6 separate regions of the Mus musculus genome follow, and regions 2, 3, 4, 5 and 6 are each linked to region 1. The links are chromatin contacts, called in public Hi-C, HiCAR-type and promoter capture Hi-C maps. All regions are on one chromosome and are shown on one strand. Each heading gives the region's core, a stretch centred on a gene start, on an enhancer-like site or on the middle of the called end of the contact. The rest is flanking DNA. Distances are from core to core; before and after follow the strand shown.

Region 1 (4,959 bases), core at 740-3,239:
TTTGTCCTGTTCCTGTGTTTGCTTTCTTCTAAGGCCTCTCCTTGACACAGACCTTCCCGCTATGTCTTCATGTGATTTTTCTTGCTTCTGTGCACAATATAGATTCTCTCTTATACCAGGGCTCATAACACAAATCTGCAATTCCAGCTATTCGGGAGGCTCAATGGGAGGATGGCAAATTCAAAGCCAGTCCAGGCTAGAAGTTCAAGGCCAATGTAAACAACTTAAGGAGACCCTGTCTCAAAAAAATTTTAAACTCAATTTTTCCTTTTTTTTTAATAAGGACTCCATTCAGATTGGATTAGGTCTATGCTGAAAGTCTCATTTTAACTTACCTATTTCCTTTATAATGCCCTTATCTCCTAATGTAGTTACATTCTGAAGTAGTAGACGTTGTGAGTTTTGAAAACACAATTCAGCCCATAACAGTTCAGTCCATAACAAATTTTGGTTATAAACAACTAAAACCAACTCTAATTTCCATATAAGAGAATATATTAAGAATATTGGTCACATAGTCTAGCATTAGCATGGGATAGGTTTAGTTAGAAGTTAGGAACAAAAGATAATAGTGAACTATGATTTTTCAGCTATGACTGTGAAATTCTAGATTGTTTACAACTTTTCCATACTTACGATTGCCATAAAAAAATTCTTTAAAATTAGAGACATTAAATGAATCACTAAAAAGGGGGATATTAAGATTACTACATTCTGCTACTACAGGAATTCTTAATCAACTTCTGAAGAATAAATAATACAGAAAAGTAAACTGTCACAGTGTTCCACAAAGGCTCCTGTTGAGTTGGGTGACACTCCTAGGGAGAGTGGAACACATGAAGGGAAGTAGATCACTGGGGAAAGCCCTTGAAAGGAATATTGGGTCCCCTGCCCCTAAGTGTCTCTTTTTGCTTTGGTTGCCATCAGATGAACACTGTCCATTTCCCTCATGGTGGCATTAGGGTTCCAAAGTAGTTTTCTGCTTATGAAATTGTTGAAAAACTAATAACTCCCTTCTCTGGAAGGATGATTCTTCTGTTAATCAATGTAGGTAAAACAGTAACCATGCAAAAGAACAGCCATTCATTGTGTGCTTTTTTAAAGTCAGTATTTGGCTGAATAAAAAATAGTAGATTCATTTGCATATCAAAAGCCATACTTTTGGTTTAGTCTACAATATAAACAGAGCCCTGAAGCAAGACTAACCAGGCTGAAATTCTTATCTTGGATTTTACATTTAGCCACCTTTCTTTCTGCGTTTCATCTCAAACAGTGCTAACAGTTAACCATTCGTACCTCAGTGTAGATGTAATGAGTGAAATCGTGTGTGTAAAGTCATTATGGAATTTACCAAACACTTAAACTAACCTTAAATTGGGCTTGGCCCATACTGTTAGGCTAGTTTGACATAGTAAAATAGTGATTTTTTTTTTTCCGGAATCGTTAAGGCAGCCCCCTAAAATTAGTACAGGACTTGAAGAGAAACTAAGGATTTCACCCACTAGGACTCCACGTCTGACGATCTCCAAATGAAACTTTATTTCTTTACGCAACTTCATACTGAAGGTGCTGCATTGCAACCCTGCCCCTCCAGAGGACAAGACAGTAGCTCATAATTGATGCAGCCGCTCCGTGATTACTCAAGATGGTACTGTCCAGTGCTAACTAGATCTAGAACTCTCTACGCCAGGGGTCTATACAAGTGAGGTGAGGAGGCATCACTCGCGGTGCTAATGAAGGACGAAGCCAAGCAAGTGGCAAGCGCCTCACCAAAAGGAGGCGTCACACGCCGCGCCTTTCCCAGTTCCCACGTCTCATCCACGCCCCCTCCCGGCTCGGCGCAGCCGGAGCGCACGCGCAGCTCCACTTCCGGGCGCCTCGCCTCGCGCCCCACAGTGCATAGCGGCGCCGTGCTGTCGCAAAGGCCACATCCGGGCGGCGAATGAGCGAGTCGCTTTCCGTGCGCTGCGGCGGCGGCTGGGTCTTCCTGCTCCCGCCGAGCTGCCGGACGCCCCGACGGTAGCCATCTGCGTCGCAGTCGGCCCGGTGCCCCCCGCCTCCGCGATGCCCCCCAAGAAACAGGCTCAGGCCGGGGGCAGCAAGAAGGCGGAGCAGAAGAAGAAGGAGAAGATCATCGAGGTACGTCCCCTCCCCCTCCCCGCCGCACCGGGCTGGGGCTCGCCGGGCTGCGGAGCGCGGCTCCCCGGGGCCACGTGTCGGCGCCCGGCCCGGTGGGCCCCGACTGAAGTGGTTCTCGCCGCCCCTCATCGCTGTAGTGAGGCCGCTGCGCCCCCGCGCTCGCCGCGTCTCCACCCACGCGCCCGCCGCGCCCACTCGGCCGCCCAGGGACCCCCGGCCCGGCCTTTCGATGCTCACGACTTTCCGCGGCTCCTCGGGCTGTGCCTGAAAAAACAAGCTGAGTGGCGCTCTGGAAGGCCCCTCCTGACTGACCTGACGCCTTGGGTTTGGTTTTTTTCTTTATCAGGCAGTGAGAGGTAGCGCTGTTCATTTTCAAGAGCCAGCGGACTATTTACCACTTTTTTGTTGTTGTTGTTTCTTTTGGTGTTTGGTCCATCTGGAAACTTTCGTGTCAAGAACAGAGGTTTCCCAAAAAGCGTGGCCCAGCGGTTTTGTACAGAATGCTTCGTTCATACATGGAGTCTGAATTAAACGTAGGCTCTGTCACAGTACCTATGTTAAATTGGGAGCTCCCAGTTTACCTACACACACACACACACACACACACACACACACGAGCGTCTTTTAATGCATTGAACTTGTAGGCATTCAGTGAGTGAGGCAAGGTACTGATGTTCTTAAATGTTCCTCAGGTTACAACGATTGTCTACTTGAGTTTCCTTAAGATAGGTAATGAAATTTCACATTCGATAAACGTATTTCTTCCATACTAATCCTCATTTAAAAGTAAATGGTACCTCATAGACTTGGATGTAGTTGGAAGAAAAGATGACTATTTTACAGCATCTGAGTATAAAGTAACCTTTAGTAGGCTCGTTCTTATTAAAATAGCCAGAATGAATGTTTGGGGTTTCGAAATGAGATGTTTGCTTATGATCGTTTTTTTTCAACATTTGATTGTTATAGCCTTGAAAGATAGAAGTGAGAATTCGCCAGGGTTCCTTTATACACGCTAATGAGATTAATCTTTTGTCAGATTGTATGTAGTTAAAGTTGGCTGATTTAATTTAAATAAAATTAATGTGAACACATCTAATAATTTACTGACTGTTGGAGTTCTAAGGTAGAACTGCCGTAGCCAAACATCTGGAAGCAAAACTGTTGCCAAGCAGTGCTGGTGTGTGCCTTTCATCTCAGTAGACAGTTTGCCTGGTCTACAGAATGGCCAGAGCACACAGAGAAACTCTTGTCCAAGGGAAAATAAAAGAAAGAAAAATAATTGTCACCTTTACATCTGAAGAAAAAAATCAGGATTTGGGAGACTTAAATCTCTGGGAATAATAATCTGGTGGCAATTCAATATTGTGCCAACAAAGGACATTCAGAAATAGCATTTTACTTACAAACTACTGAGATTGAATAAATATAAAATAGACCACAAAACAGTAAAATTTCCATTCAAAAATAAATGTTACAAAACATTATAGAATGTATTTCAGGCCACTTGGACCTATAACCACTTTTAATTAATGAGACTAAAGGGTTTTTTGTTTCGTTAATTTTTGTCACCTGACAGTGGAGATGACACTCAGAAGGGCAGAGGCAGGTAGAGCTCTGAATTCAAGAGTAGCCTGGTCTACAGAGTAAGTTTCAGGACTCTGGGCCTGCGCAGAGAAACCCTGTCTCGATCGAAAGACAACAGCAAAATTAAAGTTATTTATAATAGTCTATTAGCCCTAAAAATCATGAATATATTTTGTCTTCCTTCATCTCTAACAAGATTTCGTTGGTTTTCTAGGGGTTGTACCCAAGGCATCACATTCTAGGGGTGAATTCTACCACTGCTCTGTACAGTCTTAGTCAAGAAGGGTTGGTTGGTTGGTTTCTTTAGTGGTTGCAATATTTTTGTTTTTGAAGTAAAGAGAACTCAACTTTAGCTTTCATTAGTGAAGACATCTCCAAAGATACATTCATTAATGCTGACATGGTGGCATACACCTTTAATCCTACTGGGGAGGCAGAAACAGGTAGATATCTTAGAGTTCTAGGCAAACCTGGTCTGCAAAGCAAGTTCCTGGACAGCCTGGGCTCTGTTACACAGAGAAACCAGTTTCAAAAAAAGCAAAACAAATAAGATAAGTGCATTTAAAGAAAGTATTGATTAAAATTATCCTAATACATGCAGTAATAGAATTAAGCCTAGTTTGGTTTATTTTATAATTTCTCTAACACCGTAGCATGTCTTGACAACTTTTGGAGCTATGCAGTGAGTTTATATTGTGGCTTCTGAGTTGAATTTCATATAAAACAAACAAAAGAAAATTATGTGTGTTTCCTATTATTCTTTTAAGCTGTCTGGGATATCATGGATTTACTATGAGTATGTATTTTCTCCTTGAAATGAATATATCACATAGTATTGTAAAGTTGAAGTTTTATTCTCCATTCACATATTGTTCCCAAACAGTATATAACATTTGTTTACCTACAGCCAGAATAATACTTTGAAATCAGCTTTGAGCAACAGAAATTCTGATCGTAGACTAAGCAGAGCCTGTAATCGCAGCTGAGGCACAAGGATTTCAAGTTTGAGGCAAGCATAGACTACATAGTGAATTCCAGGTCAACCTTGGGTGCAGTACAAAATCCTGTCTTAAAGAACAAAAGAAAAATAAGTATAATTCTTGACTTGGGTTGGGGGTGTGTTTGGATTTAGGGCAAGCAGATTAAAAAAAAAAAATATGTCCTCTGAGGACATGCAGCTCTGAAGAATAGTAATCTAGACTGCAGAAAGGACCCAGGATTGTAAAGAGAACTGAG
Region 2 (4,959 bases), core at 1,558-4,057, 1.6 Mb before region 1:
TTGAAAATATTCTGACAGGAGAATGATTCTTGCTAGAAATTGCTGAGGGTTTTCACTGGAGTATATTTTTATAGTATGCCTGTGTGTAGGCATACACTGAGAACTCACATGCAGCCTCTATTTCTTGTCACATAAATCTTTAGATGCTTTTGCTGTCTAGATAACTTCCTAAGCCTCAACCAAGTGATGCAGAAATTAGATTAACTTGGAGTTGCAGTCACTCAGCATTATCTGAGATTTTGTGAACAAACTGAAAAATATTGACAGCATAACTATTTAGGTAAGTATGTACATATGGCTGTATATGTATATGTGTGTGCATGGTATATAAATACACGTGTCTATATTACCATACTATACACATATGCATGTACAGGTGAACATATAATGAACATGTGCATGCTTCCTCTAAAAGAACAATATGACATTTGACACAACTGCTGTCCAGTGTTCCCTGGAACAATTCAGGTAGCTGTTTCTCATTTTCTGAACTAAACATTGAGCTCTAGGCTACAAAGATATGACCATCACAACAGAAGTATTCTGTGTAAAAATTATTTGCAAACTAGCCTAGCTTACGTTATTTTGAGTTATGTACTTACAAAAATTAAATACATATGGCTCAATCTTTTATGGGTGTCTCTTTACTTTCCTAAGATATATCTTTGCTCTGCTTCATGGAACTCAGTACATTTTCCTCTCTAATAATGTTTTGAAAACTTCAAATATATAGTTGAGTCTTCAGTCCTTCTCAAGTGATGCCTGCAGAGAAAGCCTACATGCTCTGGTAAACAAACAAACAAATAATAAACAATTCTCAAGTGAAGAGAGTCAGAAATTCCTTTAACTTCCAATATTGACTATTTTTCCAGCGTAATTGTGTTCATTCTGAGTTCTACATATTTCTGGGTGACCTCCTCCCCACAGCACACAAGTTTTCTGAGTTTCTACTTCTCTTTCTCCCAAGACTTCCAGACTCCCCCAAGTGGATATCAGAGAAATTTTGTCTGCTTCTTCTAAAATAACCGACACTTCATAATGAGGTTTAATCAATACGCATCAAGTATTTTCTAATTGAAGCATGATACATGGAAAATTTCTTTTTATATAAATCTAACACTCCCCCGCTATACCCTATAATTTATAATTCACTCACATGACTGCCACCTCTTTTAGCAAGACTCCCCCATTCTATCTTCTTTGAAGAAGTGAAATCAAACTGTCAGACTCATTTAAGTACCATATTATGGGTTATGGGGAAGAGGCTGTCATTGTTACCTAAAATTCTATATATAGGGCACACATACTCGACCGTATTTTAGTCTTGGCCCACGGATAAACAAGATAAACACAGCTTGTATCGGACTGCAGTTTTCTCTGTCATAGGGGGCATCAGAATGTCTGGAATCTGCTTTAACCAATTAAGCCTTTCAAAGCAAAAGGGAAATAAAGCCTTCAGTAAATCCATTGAAGGCACCATGTCCCAGACTCCCATGCCTGGTATCGATCTTTTTAAGTGCCGACTAATGAGTCCTATGGTAGTAGCAGATCTATGGTGTGTGTATCTGTGGTGCTCCCACTCCACCACCTCAAAGGAGCTAAACTTACACAGGTCAGTGGATCACCTGGGAAGGGGTAGGGTAGAAGCAGTCCTTGCTGATGGCTGCCTTGACCCTTTAAAATCCAACCGGAATCTCTGCTGAAGACCGCAGACCGGATTCCCTACTTTCTGTGACAAGCGCAGGAGTTTGTGTGCAGCTTTTCCTTTCAGGTCGCTTCTAGGGCGAAGGCTTCTGTTTTTGTTCAGCACCTCTCTGGCATGGGAGCTCCTGGCAGCGGCTTCTTTTGCCGCAAAGCATCCTTTTCCTCTCAGCTTTGGCAATTTAGGAAGAACTGATGCTCCCAGGGGAGGTGGATGAGGGGAGAGCGCCAGGAATGGGAGCACATCCATCAGGAGTCCCTGCTTCTCCCTTCTCCCTACTTCCACTCTCGTCGCCACAAATCCCCTCCCCCAAGCTCTTAGCACATAGCATTTGTGATATGTGTAACTGGGGGGCGCGGGGGTGCGGGGTATTCCATACAAAAGATGCATCAAAGCGCAGACTCCCCTAAGCCAAACCCAGAGGCACCTGGCACCTGCCCCGATTCGCTGCAATTGGAAGCGGATGGCTTGGGTACTAAATTATTAATTTATTTATTTCCCCTGCTCCCCCGCCCGCACTCCAACCCGCAGAGCAGAAGCTGCGGTCGCGTTGCTCCCCAACCCCCCAACCTCCGCCCGCACCTCGCAGGAGTCTCGCACTTGTAACCGGCCGTCGCCTCCCGGCCCCTGGCGGTCGCGACGCACTCCCACTCGTGGCCAGGCTGGCGCGGCCGTGGGTCCCGGCGGCGGGGGAGGCGGGGGGGAGGTGGCGGGTGACAGATGTACTCCTCTGACAGCTCTCAGTATCAGCCCAGTGGCTCCCTGCCATTGGCTCAGTGCGATGGACCAGCAACGCCGCGCACTATAATAACACTCATGCCTGCCAGCGGCAGCGACTGCGAGTGCGGGCGCCCGGCGCGGGGGATGCTGCGACCGCTGCCTCTGCCGCGCGGGCGGCTCCCGCTGCCCGGCTGCGCCCTACCGCGCGGGCTCTGACCGCTCCCGCCCGGTCCCGCCCGGCCCGGCCCCCCTTGTGGCTGCATCCTCCCCAGGGGCTCCACGTCCCGGTTCCTATCTCCAGGCGAGCACTGCGCCGGAGCCTAGGCGAGCGCGGCCGGCATGCGGAGGCGGCAGGGCGCGCACCGCAGCCGGGCATAAGGAACCCGCGTGCCCGCCGCCAGCGCACAGCCGGCCGCTCGCCCTGCCGCGATCCCCAGCCCACCCTCCCGGCCCCGGCTGCGGCTGAGGGTGCGGGTGCGTGGAAGCGGCGGCTGCGGAGGAGAGGCGGCGGCTGCCCCATGGAGTGTTACTACATTGTCATCAGCTCCACGCATCTCAGCAACGGACACTTTCGCAACATCAAGGGAGTTTTCCGGGGCCCTCTCAGCAAGAACGGGAACAAAACTCTGGTAATTCATTCTCTCTCTCTCTCTCTCTCTCTCTCTCTCTCTCTCTCTCTCTCTCTCTCTCTCTCTCTTTCTATTTGTCTCTCATCTAATAGGGCATATCCGGAGGGATGAGTTGACGGATGGATTTGGGAGCTTTAGTGATGTTTGGTTTGCAAGGAATTCATTTATTTCATTTATTTATCTGATGGGCGTGGGATGAGAATCGGGTATAGAAAAGGGAAGGAATCTTAGGAAAGCTCTGCCTAAATGTTTTCCTGAGACTTCATGAAGCTCTCTGTCCACCACACTCCACAGTGCTGAAGATTATAAACCTCTTCTTTCAACAGGACCTCCTAAAAATAGAAAGGATCACTAACCCCAAGTGATCCTGTGACATCTTTCCGTTTAGGCAGCTTAAAGGTGAATGGAGGTGTGGGTGTCTGATGGAGCAGCGAGCCATGTGGCTGGTGGCTTAGGGGAAGTGGCTGGATTGGGTGAGGGTCTCCGAATGAGTTTGTTTCTTGGCTCTTGGCTCTTCGCTGAAGGACTGACAGGAAACTTCTCTTGAGAAGTTTTCTGTGTGAAGCTAAGCAGAATATTCCCATCTGCCCACTACTTGCAGCTTGTCACACTTTAGAGTTTGGGGATATGGGTGGAAGGTGATCACTGTGTCACAAGTACAGACAGTAGGAAGCATGTTAGAAAACAAAACCCACACAGCTATTCTCACTGACAAGCACAGCTTGTCCTTCAGCACCCAGCAGGAAAAGCGCTCTTGATTAGTGGAAGATGTGCTGAGCATAGAGAGAGCACGGAGTAGCTTCTACTTTCCACCCAATTCCCATCATCCACAAAGGCTCATCACATCATACGCAAAGCCTCCCTACAGAACCAACTCTCATGAGCAAGGGTGTCAGGAGAAGTAACCACTTCTCCAAAGGCAGAAAGCAGCAGCGTGGAGTTCTCTTAGTATGTGCACTGAGAGTCCAGCCCAAATCAGGTGGTAAAAGTGGAAGACTTTCTGAAGTCTGTGCCCACTGGCAGACTTTGCTCTAGATTTCTCCTAGTATTTATCTGAAAAAGATAGGTAGAGTAAGTCAAGGACACACGTAGCTCAAAGCGAATATAGTTTTCAAAGCCCCAGATTCTTTATATGTTTAAAAGTATATACGCATTAATAAATAATTCCCTATTTTTTTGAGGATGAAAAGTTCTCATTTGAAGATTTAAGTGGATTGAGACACCCATGGGGTGCATTTGATGTACTCCTGATGTCTTTATTGTTCAGGATGTGTTTATTTGCTCTTTCTGTTGCACTGAGAACCCATGCTCCAGACATCATTAGTTGAGTACTATAGGGTAGGCAGAGTCTAGAAGGATTATTGAAACTGTCTGGACTCTCAGAGAGGTCAGCTAATATTTTAAACAGCCCTTTCTTCAACATTATACATTAAACTAAATATAATTTAAGGGTAAGCAAAAGAACTAGACAAGGGAGATACTTCCATTGTGCAGAGCTAAAACAGTCAAGAATTCACAGAAAAATGAGCAGTTATCTGCCAGCCCTGAACTTGTTACAGTGCTGTTCATTGTGCTTCTTCAGTCTCCTTAGACTTCCCAGGGACCAGATTTGCTCGTGGTGACTTATTTGCTGTGTATTTGAAGCTAATGAGTCCTTCCTCCCTCATGTTGACAAAGGGCAGATTAAATATGAGTTTTCCCGGTGTAACCTCATGATTAAAATGGGCACATTAAAAGCAGCCACCTAAATGAGATGGATAAATCAAAATATATGTAGATGTCAGAACAAGAAGCAGGAGAGACACAGTATGAAATGAAGCTCACAAGGTTTCTCATGACTGTAATGACTGAAACTTGTAGGGGTGTTCGTGTCAGTCCTTTCCAGACTTTTATAAGCTATCCTGTTTG
Region 3 (4,959 bases), core at 684-3,183, 1.3 Mb after region 1:
TGAGATTTACTCTGTAACAAAATAGAAAGCTGCCTCTTGAATTCTATTCTTTTTTCCCCCAAAGATTTACTTATTTATTTTATGTATGTGAGTGCACTGTAGCTGTCCTCAGTCACACCAGAAGAGGGCATTGGATCACATTACAGATGGTTGTGAGCCACCATGTGGTTGCTGGGAATTGAGGACCTCTGGAAGAGCAGTCAGTGCTCTTAATCACTCTCCAGCCCTTGAGTTCTATTCTTAACTACTATCAAAGAGCCCTATTCCCTCTCAGGAACAACTCTGTCTCTGTCTCTGTCTGTCTCTCTGTCTCTTTGTCTCTCTCTGTCTCTCTTTCTCTCTCTCTCTCTCTCTCTCTCTCTCTCTCTTTCTCTCTCTCTCACACACACACACACACACACACACACACACACACACACACACACACCGAGGGGGAGAATGTCTGCTCATTATTAAAATTGTTGTGAATGATGAGCCTGCTCAGTGGGTAAGGCACTTGATGCCGAGCCTGATGACTGGGGTTTGATTCTTGGGGGACCCACATGGTAGGAGGAGGGAAAGGACTGTTGTGAGTTGTCCTATGACCTCTACAGTTTCATGCCCCACATGTACACAAACAATCAAATAAACAAACAGTTTAAACTTTTATTTCACTTCTGGTCTGGTGCATGGTTTCACCATGCTGCCTCTGGCTCATGGTTCCTGTCATGACCCGATGTGCATCCCTTAATCCTCATTGATTATCTGATGCTAATTTATTCAGCTGAAGGTACTGCATGTCAATGCCACAGTACTGACAACACTCTTCCCCAGATTCAGTGCTTTGGGCAGACGAGCCATGTGGCTTTCTTTCTTTCTTTTTTTTTTAAGCTCCCTTCTCAGGAGACAGTAAGAGGCCCTCCCTTTAACATTCATCGTTGCTATGACATTTCTGTCCACTTCAAAGCCTGTTCCTGTGTTTTGTTGACCGATAAAGAGCTCACAGATGGGACCTCTTTGCTTCTGGGCATACAAGCAGCCTGTGTGGCTTCCCACAGTGAGGCTCACACACTAGCATGGTCTTAACGTCCTGGATTATGGCCACCCATACCAGATCCCATCCCAGAGGTTTTAAGTTCTGTTTTCTAACCCCAAACATTTGTTCATGTCTCCCATAACAGTTTGTTTCCTGGGTCCAATGTGTGTGTGAGAAAGACTCTAGGCGTTGCAGGTTTCAGCAGTGACCTTGGGGGCAGCAGTGTGGGGGTTGTGGGGACAAACCCTTTCTCACACCACAGTTCACATTCCCCAGATATAGGGGAGATAAAAATTCTGGTAAGTTTTGCCACAAGAATGAGAAAGAAATTATGGGAATTAAAGACTCAATTTGCCTTAGGCTCTGGCATTGGAATCTTGGAGTTCTGGGGCTGTGGTGCATGGCACCCTCCATTTCTTCACTGTAGAATGACAACAGGAATCTGTCCTGGAGCTGAGGAGCTGTGGACAAGGAGCTGAGGCTTCTTGGCATCTGGCTGATGCTAACCTCTACACCTTCCTCAAGGGAGAAGAATCCACACTGAGGCACGGGGAGAGTGAAAAAGTGGGGAAGATGGCTTTTTAGCAGGAGACAGAGGCTCAAGGAACGGTAGCAAAGGCTGCCCCTAGCATCTGCACACACTCACAAGTCTCAGTCTTCTGTCTCTCTTTGCCTTCCCTTCTTTCCACCACATCCTTAACTCCATGCAAAGCTTCCTTAGGAAGCTCTGGGGACGGTGGCCTCCCTAGAATGGGCACCTGTCCTAGACGTTTACACACAGTTCAGTCTGTTTCACCCAGATGCCTGACAACAGTTAGGTGCAGCCACCCATAAAGTTAACTTTACTAGGTGAAAGAGTACTGGTGCCTTGTGCACACTCCCCAGAGAAGGATTTGGTTAGAATTGTCAGGCTGAAACCTGCCAAGACCACACTTTTTTTTCTTCCTTCCTGCTATCTAGTTAGCTTGCATAGCTCATACCCAGGTGCAGATCTTCTAATTTAAATATTCCCCGGTCTGCTCTTTCTGACCCTGTTGCTCTGACCTAACACTCAGTTTTAAAATTACATGTTTACTTATTTATTGTGTGGGGGAGGGGCACGGGTTACAATGTGCACGTGAGGTAACTCCGGAGGTAGGTTCTCTTCTTCCATCTGTTGGTTGGCTCTTTCTTCCTACCTTGTGGGGATCAAACTTAGACTGCTAGGCTTGGCACCTACCCACCTTTCACATTTGTTTTAACCCTAGCATTTCTTTTAACTGTAACATAAAGATGAAGCGTCACAGGAAACCTCCAGCTGTTCAGAGGAGACTTGGCACACCGTACACAGACCACCTGCCTGGCCACAGGTGTGTTGATCATGGCTCCAGATGTTCTTGCGGTGACAAGGGAAGAGCAGAGAGAGGACATTTAAGTCCTGCTGGAGTCTGGAAAGCCACCACCTTAGGTTGAGGTGGAAAACCACCCTGTGAGCCTTAGCTCAGGGTTGTTTCTGCCCAGTGAAGTAGAGCACACTCTGCCCCACTGCTTGCGATGGGAAAACTTCAAAATGCAAAAGGAAACAACAGACTCCCTCATTATCCAAAACCTTAAGCTAAAGTCAATGAAAATATCAATCTTCATATTCATTTTTGTGTGTGTCATGTTTGTTTCTCCAGCAGTCAATGTGGAAAATTCAAATGCACAGAAATATCAGTACTTGGGAGAGGGCTCTTGATTTCTCTGGAGCCCAGGGGGTGGAGAGGAGAGAGCTGTTCTCACGTCCTCCGGCCAGGTGTCCTTGAGAGTTAGACAGCCATCTGGTTTTTTTGTTTTTGTTTTTTCTCCTTTATGCTTGAGAATGGAGGTTATCATGCCTACTCAGTGAGGAATGAGAATCAGTGGGGCTCCCTATGAATATGCTGGCCCTGCCACACAGTAGGTCCATAATTAATGACACACCGCGTTTTCATGAAGGATGCAAAAATCACCTTACAAAGGTATGCTCCACTTAAGTGTGACATAGTTCGATCTCTTCCTCTGAGTAAGTTCTACCCTACCCATCGTTATCTCCTGCAGGTCCTTCACCTTCTGGCTCCGATTTCTCCATCTTTCCCTATCGGTTACCTACTCTGAGTTTTCACACAGAAACAGTCATAGCTCTGAGCCTGCAGCTGGCAAGCACAGAATTACAATTCCAAATGAGTATCTGTCAGACCCTCAGTGGGAGCAACTGACTTGATCCACAAGGTGATAAACTTGTATGTAAAAGATACTCAGGCTGGATGAAAATGACAGCACTGGATTGTAACCCTAGCACAAGAGGTGAAGGGTGAAGGGTCACAAGGTCGAGGTCATCTTGAGCTACACAATGCAGCAAACACTGCCAAAACGAACAAGCAAAACAGCCCTTGAATGTCTCCTTGTGAGTGACAGTTGAGTTAGAATTCTTTCCTAAGCTCTGCCATTTGCAAGCAGGTGGAATGGGGATGACAGCATCAGTCTTTCTGGCCTCACTTTCTTTATTCCTGGAATGAGTCTGCCATGTCGGATTGTTAGTGGAGGTCCTGGCAAGAGTTCTAGCCCTTGCAAGGCTATTATACTACTCCATTCATGGTTAGACATACTACTCCATTCATGGTTAGACTTACTCTGCCTACTCACTGAGTGGTGAAGGTCAGTGGAGACACCCATGAACATGCTTGGCCCCAGCACACAGTAGGTCTGTAGTTAATGGCACCATGTTTGTTTCTAAAGCAGTCCCAGGAGGTAGTCATCTGTAACTCATAGACGGGCAGAAGGAGACTAGGAGGCAAGGGCACTGCTGATGTGGTGTAGGTTGTAAGGGGCAGAGCCAGGAATATTAAAAGTATGTTTTTAGTGCTTCTTATATAGGCTGCCACAACCTCACATTAAAGAGTCGACATGAGAGCTTTTGCTGTTCACTGCCGTGAAGATGAGTTTGGGCTCTGGACTCAAAGTCAGCTCTGACACTTAGGTGCTGAGCCTTGCTCTTTTTGTCTCTGACTTAGAGATAATATTCCTTACCTCTTAGAGTTGTTCTTGGTGTTACTCTTAGAGTATTGAGATGATACAAATCACTTACAATAGCACACTGAAAATACTTCCTCACTAGTAGTTGGTGTTGTCATCATTAAAATTCCTACCTAAAATTTGAGAGAGGTCTGCCTAACTCTAGCTGTGCCAGACTTAGACAAGAAATGTTTCTCAAATTTATTTAGTTGGTGTGATGATTAATCTTCATTGTCACCTGGACTAGAGTTCAGATCTTCATGGGAACAGACCTCTGTGTTTGATTGTTTCCAGACCCTTGTCCCATAGACTCAGGTCCGGTACTGAATTAAAGGAGAAAGTGGACTAACATCAGCAGTCACCTCTTTTTACTCCCTGACTGCAGGGGTGATGTCATCGGCCACCTCAAGCTCCTGTTGTCATGCCTTCCCACCATGATGGGTGGAGGTAGCCATTGAAATTGTAAGCCCAGCTCAATCTTTTCTTAAGTTGCTTCTTGTTGTGTGTTTGGTCACAGACATATGAAAATACAGAAAATTGATGCTGAGAATTCAGGCTGTTGATGTGCATTTTATATATGTATGTATGTATGTATGTATGTATGTATGTTTCTATGTATGTATTATATATGAGTACAGTGTACAGACACACCAGAAGAGGGCATCAGATCCCACTATAGATGGTTGCTAGGAATCTCAGGACCTCTGGAAGAATAGTCAGTGCTCTTAACTATTGAGCCATCTCTCCAGCTCCTGGAATTATAAGAGGAATGTGGAAAGATTTTGAGCTAGAGACCACTAGAATGCTAAGTAAGCAAAACTAATCTGATGAGAGTCTGGGAGGCCAGGATGCTGAGAGAAATGTGTCTTGGGGCCTGGCTCATAAGTCTTCTGAAGGAGTAGGACACATGTGCTGAAGGTGAGTTCAGTCCA
Region 4 (4,959 bases), core at 1,550-4,049, 1.3 Mb after region 1:
TAAAAATGTGAAAAAAACCCCCATAGGACTAAGGACTTAGTATAGTCTAAGATTTGCACTTGACAGTGTCCATAGGCCTGTCCTGTTACTAGAGGCAGTGCCTTCTGCAGTCAAGTGGGGTATAGGGTGAGGATCCTACCACTTGGGAGAGAGGAGCTACTTAAGTCTAGGCTGGCTTATCCTGAGTCCTGCGCTCTGGCGGCTCCAGAGCTGTACTCTCCTGACTGCTCCTGCTGATTTGCATTCTAAATTCTCTTTATCTTGGCTTTGACCTTTTCTCTTCTTCCTTTGCTCTTTCCAGTTCCTTATCCACCAGGTCCTCAGGAGAGCAACACATGAGCCCGGGGCTGAGGCTGGGCTTGCATGCACAGCAGTGACTTGCAGGAAAACGGAAAATCTGGCTCTGTGTTTCCCTTTTGTCTCGTCTTGTATTTTTAGTTCCCCATCGTCACCCTCCCCCCTTTCTAATTTAATTTACTTTTTAATTTCTAAAGAAAGGACATGTTTTCTGCAATGTCTCAATATCTGGTGTTAAGACTGGAGAAGTTAAGAGCAGTTAAGAGCAGAGGTTTGGGAGTTGGCAGTTTGGGCTGTGAGGCATGATCTTGGGGCAAAGTCCTTTCAGGATTCTCCACTAAACTCCCTCTCTGGCCCAGATAACTACAAATTGGAAATCTCACCTAGCCTGCTGAATCCGCTCCAGGTGGACTTCACTTTGAGGACAGCTCCTATAACTAAGGTGCTTTGAACCCGTTTTAGTGGGGCAGCTAGTGGGTCTGTGGTCTCTCCCTCTGCAGTAAGTCACTTGAATAGTCTTTTTTGATACTTTGTTTGGGTGGTGATCGGGACCTCACTTCCTGGTGCTTGCCTTCCCACCATCTCCCTGTAGAAAGAGGGCCGAGCCAGGAAGCTGGGCATCTAATGCAAAAAGGCAGCTCTCTCTCCAAGGAGAACTGTGGTTCAGGCAAGGAAGACATTGGCTCATTTGCTCTGGGCTGGAGAGCAGCACAGCTGGTTAGGCCAGCTATTTCATGCTGATCACAAGCTCCGATGGGCAATTATAAATGTCTTTGATTAATAAAAAATGGGATGGTGAATGAATAGTTAATCAATGCAGTCTGGCAGGAAGGCTCTCTCGGAGCCTGGGCTGGGGGTTTCAGCAGGGGCGGGGGGAACAGTGAAAAGGATCCTTAGAGGGGAAAGGCAAGGCCCCCTCCAGTGATGGTTCCTGATAAGCACCTCTGTCCTGATTCCAGCTTCATGATTTTTATGGTGGGGTTTTCTTGGCAGCTCTGGGGATAAACGTGAGGTGGGGAGCGAGTGATGAGCAAGTGGGAAACAGTTTGTATGGTGCCCACCCGAGGGGGCAAGGTAATGCGGAAACACAATGGCATCCACATGCAGTTGCTTTTGATCCCTATGTCTGGCCCAGCGCCTGGAACTGTGTTAAAACAAGCTTAGTTAGGGCAGCTGAGGCAGGATTACCTAAAGCTTAAAGTCAGTCAAAAGAGAGCAAAAAAGACCCTGTCTGAATCCTAGACAACTGTTGGGATAGGAAAAAAGAAGAGTTTTTTTTTTTTAATTAATTAATTAAATTAATTTTAAACTCCAGATTTTATCCACCCTCCGACTGCCCTCTGAAAGACCCAACCAAGCAGCTGAAAGAGTCAGATGCAGATATTTGCACCCAACCAATTGACAGTTTTTGTTTGTTTGTTTGTTTGTTTTTTGGTTTTTCCAGACAGGGTTTCTCTGTATAGCCTTGGCTGTCCTGGAACTCACTTTGTAGACTAGGCTGGCCTTGAACTCAGAAATCCGACTGCCTCTGCCTCCTGGGTGGGATTAAAGGTGTGTGCCACCACACCCGGCTTTTTTTTTTTTGAAAGAGACTCTTTTATTTTACAAGTTGGCAAATGTCGCTTAAAAGCTTTGTCTGAGGAAATCCCAGTCTCTGGTATATGTAAGTGATGTTTGGAGGAGATAACTTGTTCCCTTGCCTCAGGTTATGCCAGCTATTTTCTTTTTTTTTTTATTATTTATTTTTTTTATTACATATTTTCCTCAATTACATTTCCAATGCTATCCCAAAAGTCCCCCATACCCTCCCCCCACTTCCCTACCCACCCATTCCCATTTTTTTGGCCCTGGCGTTCCCCTGTACTGGGGCATATACAGTTTGCGTGTCCAATGGGCCTCTCTTTCCAGTGATGGCCGACTAGGCCATCTTTTGATACATATGCAGCTAGAGTCAAGAGCTCCGGGTTACTGGTTAGTTCATAATGTTGTTCCACCTATAGGGTTGCAGATCCCTTTAGCTCCTTGGGTACTTTCTCTAGCTCCTCCATTGGGAGCCCTGTGATCCATCCATTAGCTGACTGTGAGCATCCACTTCTGTGTTTGCTAGGCCCCGGCATAGTCTCACAAGAGACAGCTACATCTGGGTCCTTTTGATAAAATCTTGCTAGTGTATGCAATGGTGTCAGCGTTTGGATGCTGATTATGGGTTGGATCCCTGGATATGGCAGTCTCTACATGGTCCATCCTTTCATCTCAGCTCCAAACTTTGTCTCTGTAACTCCTTCCATGGGTGTTTTGTTCCCACTTCTAAGGAGGGGCATAGTGTCCACACTTCAGTCTTCATTCTTCTTGAGTTTCATGTGTTTAGCAAATTGCAAAGAAGGAAGTGGTGGAGACAGGGGAGGGTCCCAAGCTCTTACTGGAGGAGACAAGCAGGAGGCGGCCAACCTGAGGCAGAGGACTAGGAGGGGCCATGAGAGCGGGAAACCGGCCCATCGCGGGTAGGACTGGAAGGATACTGGCCGGGTCTGGCCGAGCTGGGCTGGGTCTGGCTGAGCAGAGCAGAGCCGAGCCGGGCAAAGCTCGACAGGGAGGCTCTGGGCGGAGGGTAGTGGAAGGCGGTAGCCTGGTGGCGGCGAGGCTGCGGCGACAGAGATCCGGGAGAGAGTTGCTGCCGGCTGGAGCGCGACCTCTTGCCTGGTGGAAGTTAGTGACTGTCGGTAGAGGCAGCGGGAGGGTGGGTGGGGGTGGGGGATGGGAATTGTGGTCCGAGACAAGGCTCTTGTTGGGATATTTTTCATAGTGACCAAGTAGCCGTGAGACCTTGGGGCAAGTTCAGAAAACCTTCGGAAGTTTTTGTTTTTGCCGCACTGAAGAGTTCCCGCTGTAGACCGAACATTTATTTGTCAGGCCTTCGAATGGCTCAGGGTGGCTGCTCCTCTGGTGGACTGTATTCAGGCTTTCAAGTCGGGGGTTCTGGGGGGGTGGGAGGGGAGCTCCTACCTCTGCTTGTGATGTCCCCAAACATTAGGCAGGATGTGTGTGTGTGTGTGTGTTTTTTTTCCTATGTGGCATGTGTTGCCATTGAGACCTGCCTTATCTTCTTACCCATGGGTAGTTTCGCGGGTTCTGTGAATGAAAGGATGTATGGACGGTATTTTGGCGGGGGGTGGGTGTTGGGGGTGCGTGGGCGTTGTTTTTGTTTTTCCATGTTTGGGAATGAATTCTAGATAACATTCTATGGCTCAACCGCATTCGCTGGTCATGTATGAAAGTTTTTATTTTCCAAATCCTCACGGCCTTTCTCCTGAGGACCCCTTTCCCTCGGTGTCTTTTTCCCAAGCTTCCTGTACCAGGCTACTTCTGCCTCATTTTCCAGGCTCCATGGTTATTCCATGGCGTTTCTTGCTCAACCCAGAGACAGCTGGAACAAGAGGGCTCATTGAAGTCGAGAGCTTGCCAAAGGAATTTCCCACACATCACTACCAGTGGTCCTCTCTGAAGCTCAGGACAGGATTTGTGGACTCACTTCACCTCAGACCATGGCAAGCAAGGGCTTGCCCCTTTACTTGGCCACCTTGTTGACTGGACTCTTGGAATGCATCGGTTTTGCTGGTGTCCTCTTTGGCTGGACTTCACTGTTGTTTGTGTTCAAAGCAGAAAACTACTTTTCAGAGCCCTGTGAACAGGACTGCTTGCTCCAGAGCAATGTAACAGGGCCTTCTGGTAAGGACAAAGATGGCTTTTTCATAGGAAGCTGTGCTTGGTTCCTGGGAGTTGGGAAAGAATAGGAAGGTCTCTGTGCTTTACCCACCCTGCCAGCCTTTCCATGGGGGGGGGGGACTGTCAGCCCCCTCTCACCCCTTATGTGGAGGCTATCAAATGGGGAAGGAAGCACCTGGTTTTAGAGGGGGACCTTTAGAGACCAATATATTTTAATGCACCTTGGTAGCTTTCTGGTCAGCAAAGTTGTTCAAGGTAGAGGGGAGTCTGGTCTGGGCACTGACCTGGCAGGAAGGTTGGGGTGCGTCAGATTCTGTCTCACATAATCAGGGTTCCTAAGAGCTTTTCTCTCCCAGATTTAAAAGCGCAGGATGAGAAGTTCTCACTCATCTTTACCCTGGCATCCTTCATGAATAACTTCATGACCTTTCCCACTGGCTACATCTTTGACCGCTTCAAGACTACTGTGGCCCGCCTGATAGCCATGTAAGCCTGGGCAGAAGCAAGGGAGAGGGAGTGGTGTGTGGGAGACCAGATAGTGGTGAGGCAGCAGTCTGGCTTAGAGGCAAACCCTGCCCCAGCAGCAGGGTCACCGTCCTTAGCACCACCCTCTTCCTACTGCTGGCTTCCTTTCCCTTTGCACCTTCCCCTGTAGTGTCCTATCCTGTTATATGCTCAACTTCCTGAGAGGCCAGGGTTTCAAAATTAACAATGTATAGTCGATACCATCTGCTTTCCTTGTTCCTTGAATCCCCAGTCTCTTTTCTGGCAGGGCCTCACATCTAGGTGGCTCAGGCTTTGCCTTCATTCTCTGCTGCTTATCATTTTCTGAGTTGTCCCACCCAATGGTGAAATTTCAGGTGCCCTCTAATTAGTCAGGAGCCTCTTACACTGGGAGTTTCCCCTGCAAATGAGTCAGAGACCTCGTGCTCTTTTACA
Region 5 (4,959 bases), core at 1,289-3,788, 1.2 Mb after region 1:
GAAAAGTGGGCTTCCGGTTGGTAGAACCCCTTTCTGTCCTTCTCAGAATCTTTGGTTTCTTCCCTTCCTTGCAGTCAAGGCAGAGGGAAGCCTTTTCTGCAAGCCTCCCTCACCCTCTGTTAACCCCCTAACATGAATGGCGTATGGGACCAGAGAAGGACTCAATCTACTCTTGAGCCCTTACTGCATGCCAGTACTCCATTTATGCATGCTGCCCTCTTTATCCACAGAACCCAACCTGTCATGGCCCCTGGGGAGATCAATAGTACAAAGGCCCCAACCTTTCTAGGAAGGGAAGAAGACTTCACTCTGAAGTCCAAGTGTAATGTGGGACCCAGAGCTGAAAGAGCACACACTGGACTGTGGACCAAGGACCTGCTCTGACCTTTCTTTCAGAGTCCCCTTCCCCCATCATACCTTCTCAATAAGATATGCTGGCCTAGAGGTAAAGGGAATATAGGTACTGTGCCCAGATGCTCAGTCTTGGAACAACCACAATACTAGCTGTTCAGGGTCGGGGGTCAGGGTCACGGGGTGGGGGTGGGGACAGGACAGGATGGACATAGGCTCTCTCCATAGATTTCCACTCCTAGGTTCCAGGCTCTGGTTACTCTAGAGCACAGCACAATTGAGAGTCAAGAAGAGGTGATCAGTGACCAAAGGCATAGCCAGATCTGGCCACAGGAGGGAGTGGAGAGAGACTACAACATGATATTGATCCCCGGAAGGCTAAGGTACCCAGAGCCAAAAGGATCCATTCACCAAGGGATCATGGTCAAAGCCCAAGGGCTGCCAGACCTTGGAGTACCCAGGATCTGAGATAAAGTTCTCAGCTTGTGCCAGCCGTTAGGCCAGAGGCCCCTGGGAATAAGAAACTTGAGGAGGAAGGGGTGGGGGGCAGTGTCCAAGGCAGGAACCAGGGTGCACCATAATAGGGCAGAGATGTCCCAGTAAAAGTAGACAGGCCTCTAGTTGTAGAAAGAAGGTGCTGGGTCCTAAATACAAGCACCATCTGCACACCTCAAACGCTGCCTCAGAGAAGAGCCAGGGGCCTGCCAGGCAGATGCTGAGGGGGCAGAGGGTGAGGAGGTGGGGGGCCTTGGGAGTGGCAGGGGGGCGATGGCATACCAGTGACGCAGGGGCCTGAGGAGGCACCGATGCAGGTGACTGGAGGCTTTAAAGCTGCTGCAAACAGCTTCTCACTCTGCCAGAATGTAACACCCCAAAATAAGCAGCTACTGTGGGGCGGCAGGATCCGACGTCGGGGCTTGGAGATATAAATGGCAGCGCTGAGGCAGCCCAGGTACCCACCCCAAGGAGGCTGCCCCCCACCCCCACACACAAAGTGCTCACGCTCCTTCCCTCAGCTCTAACCCAGACCCCGAGCTCAGGGTCCTTTGGACTAGCCCAGCAGCTACTCCTGAGAGAAGGGCTATACCAGGCAGGCGCTTTGGAATGGAGAGCTTCCCACGTGGAAGTGGTTACCAGAGCCTCTTTGTCTACTCCCTGGGCACCATCGCTTCTCTTCCATCTCCTTCTCTGGCTTCTGTTGACATCCTAATCCGTCTCAAATCACTCTACCGCGTAGGGATCCCGGCCCCCACCCCTGGTGACCATTTTCCTGGTGTCTGAGTCTTACATCTATCCTTCCTCACTAGCTTCCGCTGGTTTCTAGTCCTCCCATCCCCTTTCCATTCCAATCTCCTAGAGCCCCAGTCCTCACCCTTCCGGTTATCTCCCCCCCCCCCCCCGCTCCCCTCTAGCTTTTTATGCCCCTGTACACCTCTCTCCTGAACTGGTCACCCTCTCCTCCCTCTTCCTTGGTCTTCCCCTGGACCCCAGTTTCTGGTCGTCTAACCTTTATGCCTCCTCCTACCCCTCCTTTATCCCGCCCCCCACCTCCTCTTTCTCACCCCCACCTCCCTAGACACTTTTCTCATCCTGACTCCCCTCCTCCCTCCGACCCCTACCCTCCCCGCCCCCAGTCTCCAGCCCACACCCTTGGCTGTCACTCAGTGCTCGGAACTAGCCTCCTTTTAGCCCCTCCATCTATGCGACTAGGCAGGGCCATTGGGGAATCTCTCTCTACCCCCTTCATTCCCAGGCAGACCCCTACCCACATGGCTTGTCTTCCCAGGTGACTGGAAAGTGCTGAGACACCGGGCACGAGGAGTTGCTGAGTCGGCGCTTCCCCAGCCGGCCCGAGTCCTCAGCGTCCCCCCGGAGCAGGTGGAGCCGGGACAACAGAACCTGAGCCTCTTTCTCCTCCTCCCAGCCAGCTCGGTCTGCCCTCCGCGTCCCCCCTTGGTCACGAGCTCCCCGCACATTCCCGCAGGCTCCAAGCCCAGTGCCCTCCTGCGGCTGGCAGCTCTGGGGGCGGAGGCGCCGCTCCCGCGCTAAGCGGTTTTTTGCTCCCTACCCACCCCACCCCCTTCACTGCCCCACCCTCGTGCCCAAGGAGAGGGGCGCCTCTCTCTCTAGTGTCCTCCCGCCGGCCGGTGTCCCTACCTTGCAGCAGGCGCCGGAGCCCGGGCAGCATCTTGTCTCGACGATCGGGGGAGGGGGCGGCGGGGGGGAGGGCACTCCCACTCGCTCCCTTATCCCGCCGGACAGACGGCGGGGACTCCGCGGGGCTCCGTAAGGACCCGGGGAGTCCCGGGCTACGTAGCGGGGCTGCGGAGTTCTACCCTGCGCCCCCCGGACTCCGTGCCTCGGAAGGAGCCATCGGCCCCGACGGGACGGGGCGGGGCACGACGGGATGGAAAGGGCTGGGTTGACCCTGGACACCCGGTGTCCGCGCCCCTTCAGCAGCGCGGCCCCGCAGGGAGTCGGTTAGTCGGTCGGTCCGTGCGCCCCGGCTGCTCGCCGAGGGAGAGTGGGGACAGCGAAGAAGCGCTCCCCCCCCCCCCCCATTCCCGCACTCGCTGGCTCCTCCCTCGCTTCCCGGCCTGCCGGTTTAACCCTTTGCTGGCTACTAGGAGGAGGGAGTAGTTCTCCATCTAGACCACTCAGTCTCCGGCCCCCTCCCAACCTTGGGAGATCGGGAAGGCTGTGTTCCCGTAGCCTCTGCGGCGCCATGCCTTTAGAGAAATCCCTTCTTGGTGTGTGTGTGTGTGTGTGTGTGTGTGTGTGTGTGTGTGTGTGTGCGCGCGCGCGCGCGCATGCAGTAGTGTTAAGTCCCCTCCCCACCCCCACCCCCTGACTTGTTCAGGGTGAGGATTTCCCAACTTTCCCAGAAGATATGCAGTTTCAGAGCAGTTTCCCACTCAGCGCCCCTCCTCCTGCCCTGCCCTTCGCGATCGTTTGCGTCCCTTAAAGACTGCAAAATGTCACGTTTTCTTTTCTTCCTAGACCCTCAGGGCGGTTTGCATAGCTATAGGACCAGTGTGTCTAGGAGTTCGTGTGAGCAAGTGTATGTGCGCGTGCTCGCGCGCGCAGACGCTTGGGCAGGTGTAGCTGAGTGCTGGCCTTTTATTCCTGTCGGGAACCAGGACCAGGGCGGGAGTACTAGTGTGTGCTCGCTGGTTTCTGCTCTGGTTGAGCCACGCGAGGGCTGTGTGAAATTCTGCGCGCTCGAGTTCGGGATGGGAGGAGAAGGGAATAAATGTTCAGGTGTGTTGTATGTACCTTAAAGCTTTTTACAAATGGGTGTAAGTTTGAGCGTGCGTGCGAATTGTGTGCGTGTGTGAACGCGCGCGCGTGCGCGCGTGTATTTACGTGATATGTCCCAAAGGGTATGATTTCTTATCTCTCGCCAGAGGGCAGAAGAGGATCCAAAAGTGGTAGCAGACTGCTGGTTCACAAAAACTTCTAACCCTCTTCTTACCAAGGGGCGGATAGGGGCCTCATAGGGTCCCTAGACGCCTCTATCCTGGCGGAGTCAGCCAATCCCTGACCTCAGCGCCTTATTTTAAAAGCCTCAACGCCTTTCGCCCTAGTCTTGGTCAGTCCAAGGTGCCTAGTACACGGTTTTTGATAACCCCCGTATGAAGGGAGCCGCTTGGGGAACTGTCGCCAAGCGGCGCACGCGGGGTTGGGATTGCTGCAGTGGTGCCTACGGCGGCGGTGCCAGGGCCATCTGGATGCAGTCGGACCCTGCCTGCGAGTGGAGCGGAGGAACCCTTAGTCCAGGCACGGGCTCCTCTTCATACCTGTGCCTGGGTCCAACGCTGTGCACGGCATACAGTCGGCGCTTTATATATGCTAGTCTCATTCTTCTCATTCACTCCACGCACCTTTTATAATCTGCCATTCTTCTCTCGTACTCATTCGATTTCTCTCATTTTCTCCCCCAACTCTTATTCATATTTTATGATCCCCATCTTTAATCTCTATTCTCTTGTGCGCCGCCTTTTAGTTTCTGTCCTTTCCTCCCCAAAGATGAGATGAGTATATCTTCTGTCTTCATTGGTTCTCTTTCTCTCTGTCTCTGTGTATGTGTGTGTGTGTGTGTGTGTGTGTGTGTGTGTGTGTGAGAGAGAGAGAGAGAGAGAGGGGGGGGGGGAGAGAGAGAGAGAGAGAGAGAGAGAGAGAGAGAGAGAGAGAGAGAGAGTCCCAGCCTCCTCTTGGCCTCTCCAAGTCCGCATGTGTTTCCTCGCCTCTTTGTCTCTACTCCCTTCCTCCCTTTCATCTTGTTTCTTGGCTGGGCTGCGATGTTGGTGGTGGTAGCTGCTCTCAGACTCTTGCACCTCATTCTGGAGTGCCCCCTGGTGGTTCTATCTTACGTTGCTTCCGGGGCTCGCAGCTTGGCAGTCCCTGAATTTTCTCTCCTGCTTTTCTCTTTTTCCAGGTCAGATAGAAACAGAAAGGGGCATATTTGGGTCTCCTCTCTCTGGAATAGAGCCTTGATTTTCCTTGGGTCCTACCCTGTGCAGGGCCCGCTCCTGGAGCGTGCGCGAGGGTGTGGGGGGGTGTTTAGTGCTGGAGGGGGCGGCGGGGAGGGAGTGTTGGGGGTAGCAG
Region 6 (4,959 bases), core at 1,428-3,927, 1.2 Mb after region 1:
GCTTTTTTGCCAGAGAACTTCCCGTGCCTTTCTACTGCCAAGCTTTTGCTTTGCTGTTCCTTCACCTGGCTCACAGGAATGAAAACACCAGCCAGCCAGGCCTGCCTCCAGTCTCTGTGGTCTAGCTGCAAACCTTGTTTACTCTCTGTGTGAGAACGTGTGAGGTTTGAAGCACTCTTTGATGAGCTGCATATTTAATAACTTTTGTTCTGGAAAGTGCCCATCACGTTGCAGTCACTTGGCAATGTCAGCTCCTTTTTTGGTGTGGTGGCTCAGCAGCTCCTTCCTGGCTACCTTTGTGGAACTCTGCACTGTTTCAGGCTCCTTCAGAGCTCTGTGAATCACACTTTTTTTTTTTTTTTTTTGAGACAGGCTTTCATGTAGCCCAGGCTGGCCTCTTGCAAATTGAACACGACCTTGAACTTCTGATCCCCCTTGCCCCTACCTCTCAGACGCGTGCCACTAACCCTGCTTTGTGCTGTACTTCAGATCAAACCTTCAGGCTTAGACATGCTAAGCAAGCATTTTACCAGCCACACCTCCCACTCCCTGCCCCCAACCCCAGGGTTTTCTCTGTGTAACAACCCAGGCTGCCCTGAGACCAGGCTGGCCTCAAACTTGAGAGCTCTGCCTGCCTCTCCCTCCTGAGTGCTGGGATGAAATGCGTGCACCACCAGCTCTGGTCCGTCCTTTTCACTCTTAATGCACCGAGTTAACCCGTACCCGTATTTTCCTGCAGCATAATTACTTCCTTAATCTGTCCAAACAAGTACTGAATAGCGTTCCTGTTTTACAGATGGGGAAATTGAGGCCAGGTGGACTGAATGGTTTACCAAAAGATCAATCATTTAGCGACAGGAAGCACCTGATCACTGAATCTTGCGAAATAATGACAACAGCGGCAACAATGAACATTTATTATGCTCACCAAGTCAAGTGTACCCAGCATTAATTACTACTGCATCCTAATTCTATCTCCTCTTGACAGGCCGGCAAATGCTGTTATCCAAATTTATAGAGAAGGAAACAAGCTTTGAGAGATTAAGTTGCCCAAGGTAACTCGGGCTAGACAGCTTTCAAAATGCAGACTCTTAACTGGAGCATATAAACTCCAAAAGAGTTCCCGACTCTTTTGGAAAAGAATCCTTTTCAACTTCACAGTTCAAGACCCCACCCTAGCCTTTCCAGCATCCAGTTTAACTTCAGCCAAGTTTTTGGTTGTTTTGAACAAAGATGTAGAGAATGCTGTCAAACGTTAGTTCAGGGGGTCAACAGAGAAGCTGGGGGTCGAGAGTGGAAATTTAGGCGCCCCGGGCGCACTGGGTAAGAAAAGTATCTGGGGACCAACAGGCGAGTCACGTGTGCATGAAACTCGACCTAAGGGGTGGGGAAGGACGGGAACCCCCGCCCCCACCTTGGGGCGCTGCTCCCAACGCCTGTAAATACAGCTATCAACTCCGCAGATCGCGTAGTCCATGCCCTGGCTTCCCGGCTTCACCTATCTGTGGCGCCAGGACGGTTCCCAGATCCACTGCTTCTTTCGAGGGCGCAGACGAGGTGAGACCGGCGGTTCCGAGGCCCGCTGGGTCTGGCACGCAGGGAAGACACCCCGCGTGGATGCGATTTGGAATTGGGATCCTGGGTCTCAGGAGATCCGGAGTGTGGAAGCGCCGGGGAGACTCTGTGTTACTCCGGGTGTCAACAGCTGCGGGAGGCAAGTTTGTCGGGGACAGGTGAGCAGCTAGCGCAGCTCAAAGTCACCCAGCCACACTTGCAGGTCCCTGTGAAGCGTCCGTTACCTGAGTCTCTGGGCACATTGTTCCCTCTGTCCGACCCCTTCATTCTCCCCTTCTTCTCTTCCACTCTGTTTAGAACCACGGTTGTCATTATAGGATGGGACCTCGGGGATCCCTGATTCAAAAGCCCCGTTTCACAGATGAGGGGCTGGGCCACCCCCTAGAGAAGGGTCTCTTTCTCTTCGTCTTTCTTGTTTGCTCTTCCCCTGATCATTTCCTCTAGGCTCGCCCGGGTCTTGCTTCGGGTCCCCGGGTCAGATCGCCTCCCTTGTTGGCGGTGGCTACCGCGGCCCTGGAGGGCTCGGGTTTCTTCGTTCCCTCTGGTAAACACACCCGCCCGCCGGCCACCCCATCTGCCTCCTTATAAAGTATGTCCTTATAAAGTCTGCAGGCACCGGACTTCCTGCCGGAGCCCAAGCCCCCTCCCAGGGACAGAGGGGCTGGCGCGTTCCCAGGCGCGCGGCGGAATGAGGGGCGCGCGGAGGCGCCACGGGGCCCGCCCAGGGTCTCCCTCCACGTGGCAGCCGTGGGATTGGCCCAGGAGACAGGACGAGCGCCGCCGGCTGTGTCAGGCGGGAGGAAGTTTTCTACCCGGGCTCTGGAGAGGAGGAGTAGAATGAAAGGCGTAACTAGAATAGAGGGTCTCGGGGTAGCCCCAGACTTCCCTTTCCGCCTCCTGCTCGCTTCTGAGAATCCGATCTGGTGCCTAGAGGCTGGCTAGCTGTGGGCCAGAGGTGGCTACAGAGCACGGTGTGCCCCTTGGTGACTTTGAGAGACTTTGGGAACTTGGGGGGTTGTCTCCTGGAGCGGGATCGGGGCGCCCTGGCTCGGGTAGGCAAGCCCGGCAGCGCGCCAGGAAGTTGCTTCGCTCAGACCAGACCTTTCTGGTTCCTGATAGCGCCCTGCGGGCCAGTGGCGCGTTCGCTCCTGGCACTGCCAGAGCGCGCGGAGCCAGCTCCGCAGCACCGGGCTCTATGGGGCCTCCATGAAGGCTCCATCTCTTTGGCTCCAGGGGTCTCAGGAGCCACCATGATGGAGTACCCTTCCCAAGGGCCGCTAGGAAGCCCTTCTCTGAGCGCTCTGTTTCTCTGCAGAGTCTCGGCCACCATGGCTCCCACGCTGAAGCAGGCGTACCGCAGGCGCTGGTGGATGGCTTGCACCGCTGTGGTGGAGAACCTCTTCTTCTCCGCGGTGCTCCTGGGCTGGGCCTCCCTGCTGATCATGCTCAAGAAGGAAGGCTTCTATTCCAGCCTGTGCCCAGGTATATCTGAGAAGGGTGTGGGGGTGGGAGGTGAAGACCGCGAGGGACGGTAGAAGGAGGAGGCAGGAAGTTGGAAAACAAGGACAGGTGGTCAGGCAGAGACAAAGCGACAAAGCAGGGCTGCCCAAGACCGGAACACTGGGCAGCTAGGAATTGGACAGCCTCACTTCATGATCTCTTCAAACTTCAGGTGCCACTCTGTCAGGATTCTCTGATTCAGTGATGAGTGAAAGCCAAAGTCCCACTAGGCATACATATCCTGAGACTGATTGCCTATGACAACCTTCTGTCTAGAGTAGTCCGTAGACTCTTAGAAGTTCTGCACCTACCTGGATAAGGAATGCTCAAGTTAAACAGGTCTTTTGTGTGTGTGTGCTAGCAAGCATTGAACTACATCACCAATACACAGAGAGTTCTTAATGAGATCAAACAGAAGTACACAAACTGGAGAATGGACGTGAAGGACCTATACTCTTGGTCTTTTCAGGACCTTGGAGTTCCCAGGTCTACAAATCATCCCTTTTGTACAAAGTTAAAAGCCTTATTTCCTCTAGAATGGATATTTGTGGAGCGTTTGTTTCTGTTTTCCACACCAATCACCTTGGTCTTGTGTAAAGTGACCCGGACCTGGAGTGGGAATTCTAAACTCTTTGAGAATAGTTAGTGCAGCCAGAGGCTGCCTGTCTGCATCTGTCCGTCAGGGAGGGAGCGCCTCACTTAGTGACTGGGACTTGGTGGATATTTTTCTTTTCTGGAAAGGAGAGTGTTGTGCTCAGTGAAGGGGCTGTGTGGTGTGCAGTTTGATGTCTCTCCTGTCTCTTTCCCCACATCCTTGTTGTGGAAAGAAGGCCAACAGGGATTGGAATCCCGGCTTCCATCTCATTTAACCAGTGAGTTCCTTGCAAATTGAGTGTCCATTACCTAGAAACAATAGTAACATCAGTTCCCTGGATGACTAAGTCTCAACACACATGTGAATGTCCTTCTGGCTTCTCCTGACTCTTCAGCTCAACCTGTTGCCTCATTGCTTAGCCTGTGAGTGTGGGAGGATGGAAAACCATTTCCTTGAGGGTGGAGGTGAGGAGGTCTTGATATCTATCCTTACTTGCAGCTCCAGCTATACTGTGGGGCTGCCCCACCCCTGCTGAAGTTATCTCTAAGGAAGCAGTGGGTTGCACCCAGCTATGGCACTCAGCCCAGGTGCCTGGCCCCAGTTACAGAGGGCTGGGGCTGGAGATGATGGAGTTAGTGTGAGGCCTAGGAAGGCAGGGTGGATTCCTTGAGGAAGAAGTCTGAAATGGAATGATAGGCTTGCATTTCAGGATGGTTGAGAGGACCAGGTGGGTCCTTAGGGACCCCCACCCACAGGAGATTCAAATCCCTCTGAGCTTTCTCTGGAGACTAGAGAGCACCATCCCTTTGTTGTCTGGTGGCCTTGATGTCTGCTATAACCCATCCAGTGGCTTCTCCCTGTCTTCTGTACTTGGAGGTAATAGGCTTTCACTAAGAATTCTTTAGGAGAAATTGATTTACCTTGTACATTTTGATGATGTTTGATAAATATATACACTCTAGTAATTATCACAAGTCAATATTTACAACATTTCCACCCCCCCCCCAGAACTTTTAAGGGCCTGGGATATGTATAAGTCTCTTATTTGTAACATACAATATAGTAGCTTCAAGAATATCCAGTGTTTTATACTCATCCCCACAAATTTTAGAGCATATACGTATCCCCAAAAGCCACACTGTACCATGACCAACACCAGCTCTCTGTTCTCTCTCTAGGCAACCACTTGTCTGCTTTCTGTCAGAGATTGGCTATGACAAATACCAGCTATACCCATTTGGAATGTTTTCTTTTTTACGTTTTCTATAAACGGAATTTTGTCTTTTGTG

Evidence for each region. Promoter capture Hi-C pulls out the DNA fragments that hold promoters and counts their contacts. A called contact is a pair of places that touch in the nucleus more often than the background predicts. HiCAR-type assays count read pairs that join an accessible place to other places.
Region 2: a HiCAR-type map of astrocytes shows a contact between it and region 1, with 6 times the contacts expected there. The contact joins the promoter of Zfp804a here to the promoter of Zc3h15 in region 1. A contact is called at or near these places in 2 of 39 promoter capture datasets (hippocampal neurons and maxillary cranial neural crest) and 4 of 115 datasets of contacts at active chromatin or transcription factors (astrocytes, forebrain, pro-B cells and 1 more).
Region 3: a contact with region 1 is called in a Hi-C map of B cells, with 5 read pairs. The contact joins the enhancer-like site here to the promoter of Zc3h15 in region 1. A contact is called at or near these places in 3 of 39 promoter capture datasets (the HPC-7 cell line, HPC-7-derived erythroid cells and pre-B cells) and 1 of 484 Hi-C or Micro-C datasets (B cells).
Region 4: a Hi-C map of B cells shows a contact between it and region 1, with 5 read pairs. The contact joins the promoter of Slc43a3 here to the promoter of Zc3h15 in region 1. A contact is called at or near these places in 2 of 39 promoter capture datasets (the C10 cell line and pre-B cells) and 1 of 484 Hi-C or Micro-C datasets (B cells).
Region 5: a promoter capture Hi-C map of pre-B cells shows a contact between it and region 1. The contact joins the promoter of Rtn4rl2 here to the promoter of Zc3h15 in region 1. A contact is called at or near these places in 3 of 39 promoter capture datasets (cranial neural crest, liver and pre-B cells) and 1 of 115 datasets of contacts at active chromatin or transcription factors (astrocytes).
Region 6: a contact with region 1 is called in a promoter capture Hi-C map of embryonic stem cells, with 4 times the contacts expected there. The contact joins the promoter of Slc43a1 here to the promoter of Zc3h15 in region 1. A contact is called at or near these places in 8 of 39 promoter capture datasets (the C10 cell line, cranial neural crest, embryonic stem cells and 4 more).

What each region holds. Positions count from the first base shown.
Region 1 is chr2:83,642,589-83,647,547 of GRCm38.p6, forward strand. Zc3h15 (zinc finger CCCH-type containing 15) reads left to right here and starts at 1,990. Exons shown (of 10, transcript NM_026934.3): 1 at 1,990-2,139. The coding sequence starts at 2,065.
Region 2 is chr2:82,050,851-82,055,809 of GRCm38.p6, forward strand. It overlaps Zfp804a (zinc finger protein 804A), which reads left to right and starts at 2,808. Exons shown (of 4, transcript NM_175513.3): 1 at 2,808-3,051. The coding sequence starts at 2,941.
Region 3 is chr2:84,962,283-84,967,241 of GRCm38.p6, forward strand. No RefSeq gene overlaps it. Among named protein-coding and RNA genes, the nearest start is that of Prg2, 16 kb to the right of the region's middle. Within about 2 kb of position 1,934, at least 47 of the 459 cell types and tissues checked have an H3K27ac peak or open chromatin away from gene starts, as enhancers often do. A contact at or near this core is called in B cells, where this site is marked.
Region 4 is chr2:84,933,847-84,938,805 of GRCm38.p6, forward strand. Slc43a3 (solute carrier family 43, member 3) reads left to right here and starts at 2,800. Exons shown (of 13, transcript NM_021398.3): 1 at 2,800-3,003; 2 at 3,677-4,023; 3 at 4,377-4,506. The coding sequence starts at 3,840.
Region 5 is chr2:84,884,154-84,889,112 of GRCm38.p6, forward strand. It overlaps Rtn4rl2 (reticulon 4 receptor-like 2), which reads right to left and starts at 2,539. Exons shown (of 3, transcript NM_199223.1): 1 at 2,509-2,539. The coding sequence starts at 2,539.
Region 6 is chr2:84,837,949-84,842,907 of GRCm38.p6, forward strand. It overlaps Slc43a1 (solute carrier family 43, member 1), which reads left to right and starts at 2,678. Exons shown (of 14, transcript NM_001083809.1): 1 at 2,678-3,057. The coding sequence starts at 2,826. It overlaps D930003E18Rik (RIKEN cDNA D930003E18 gene), which reads right to left and starts at 2,260. Exons shown (of 2, transcript NR_165656.1): 1 at 1,800-2,260; 2 at 902-1,705.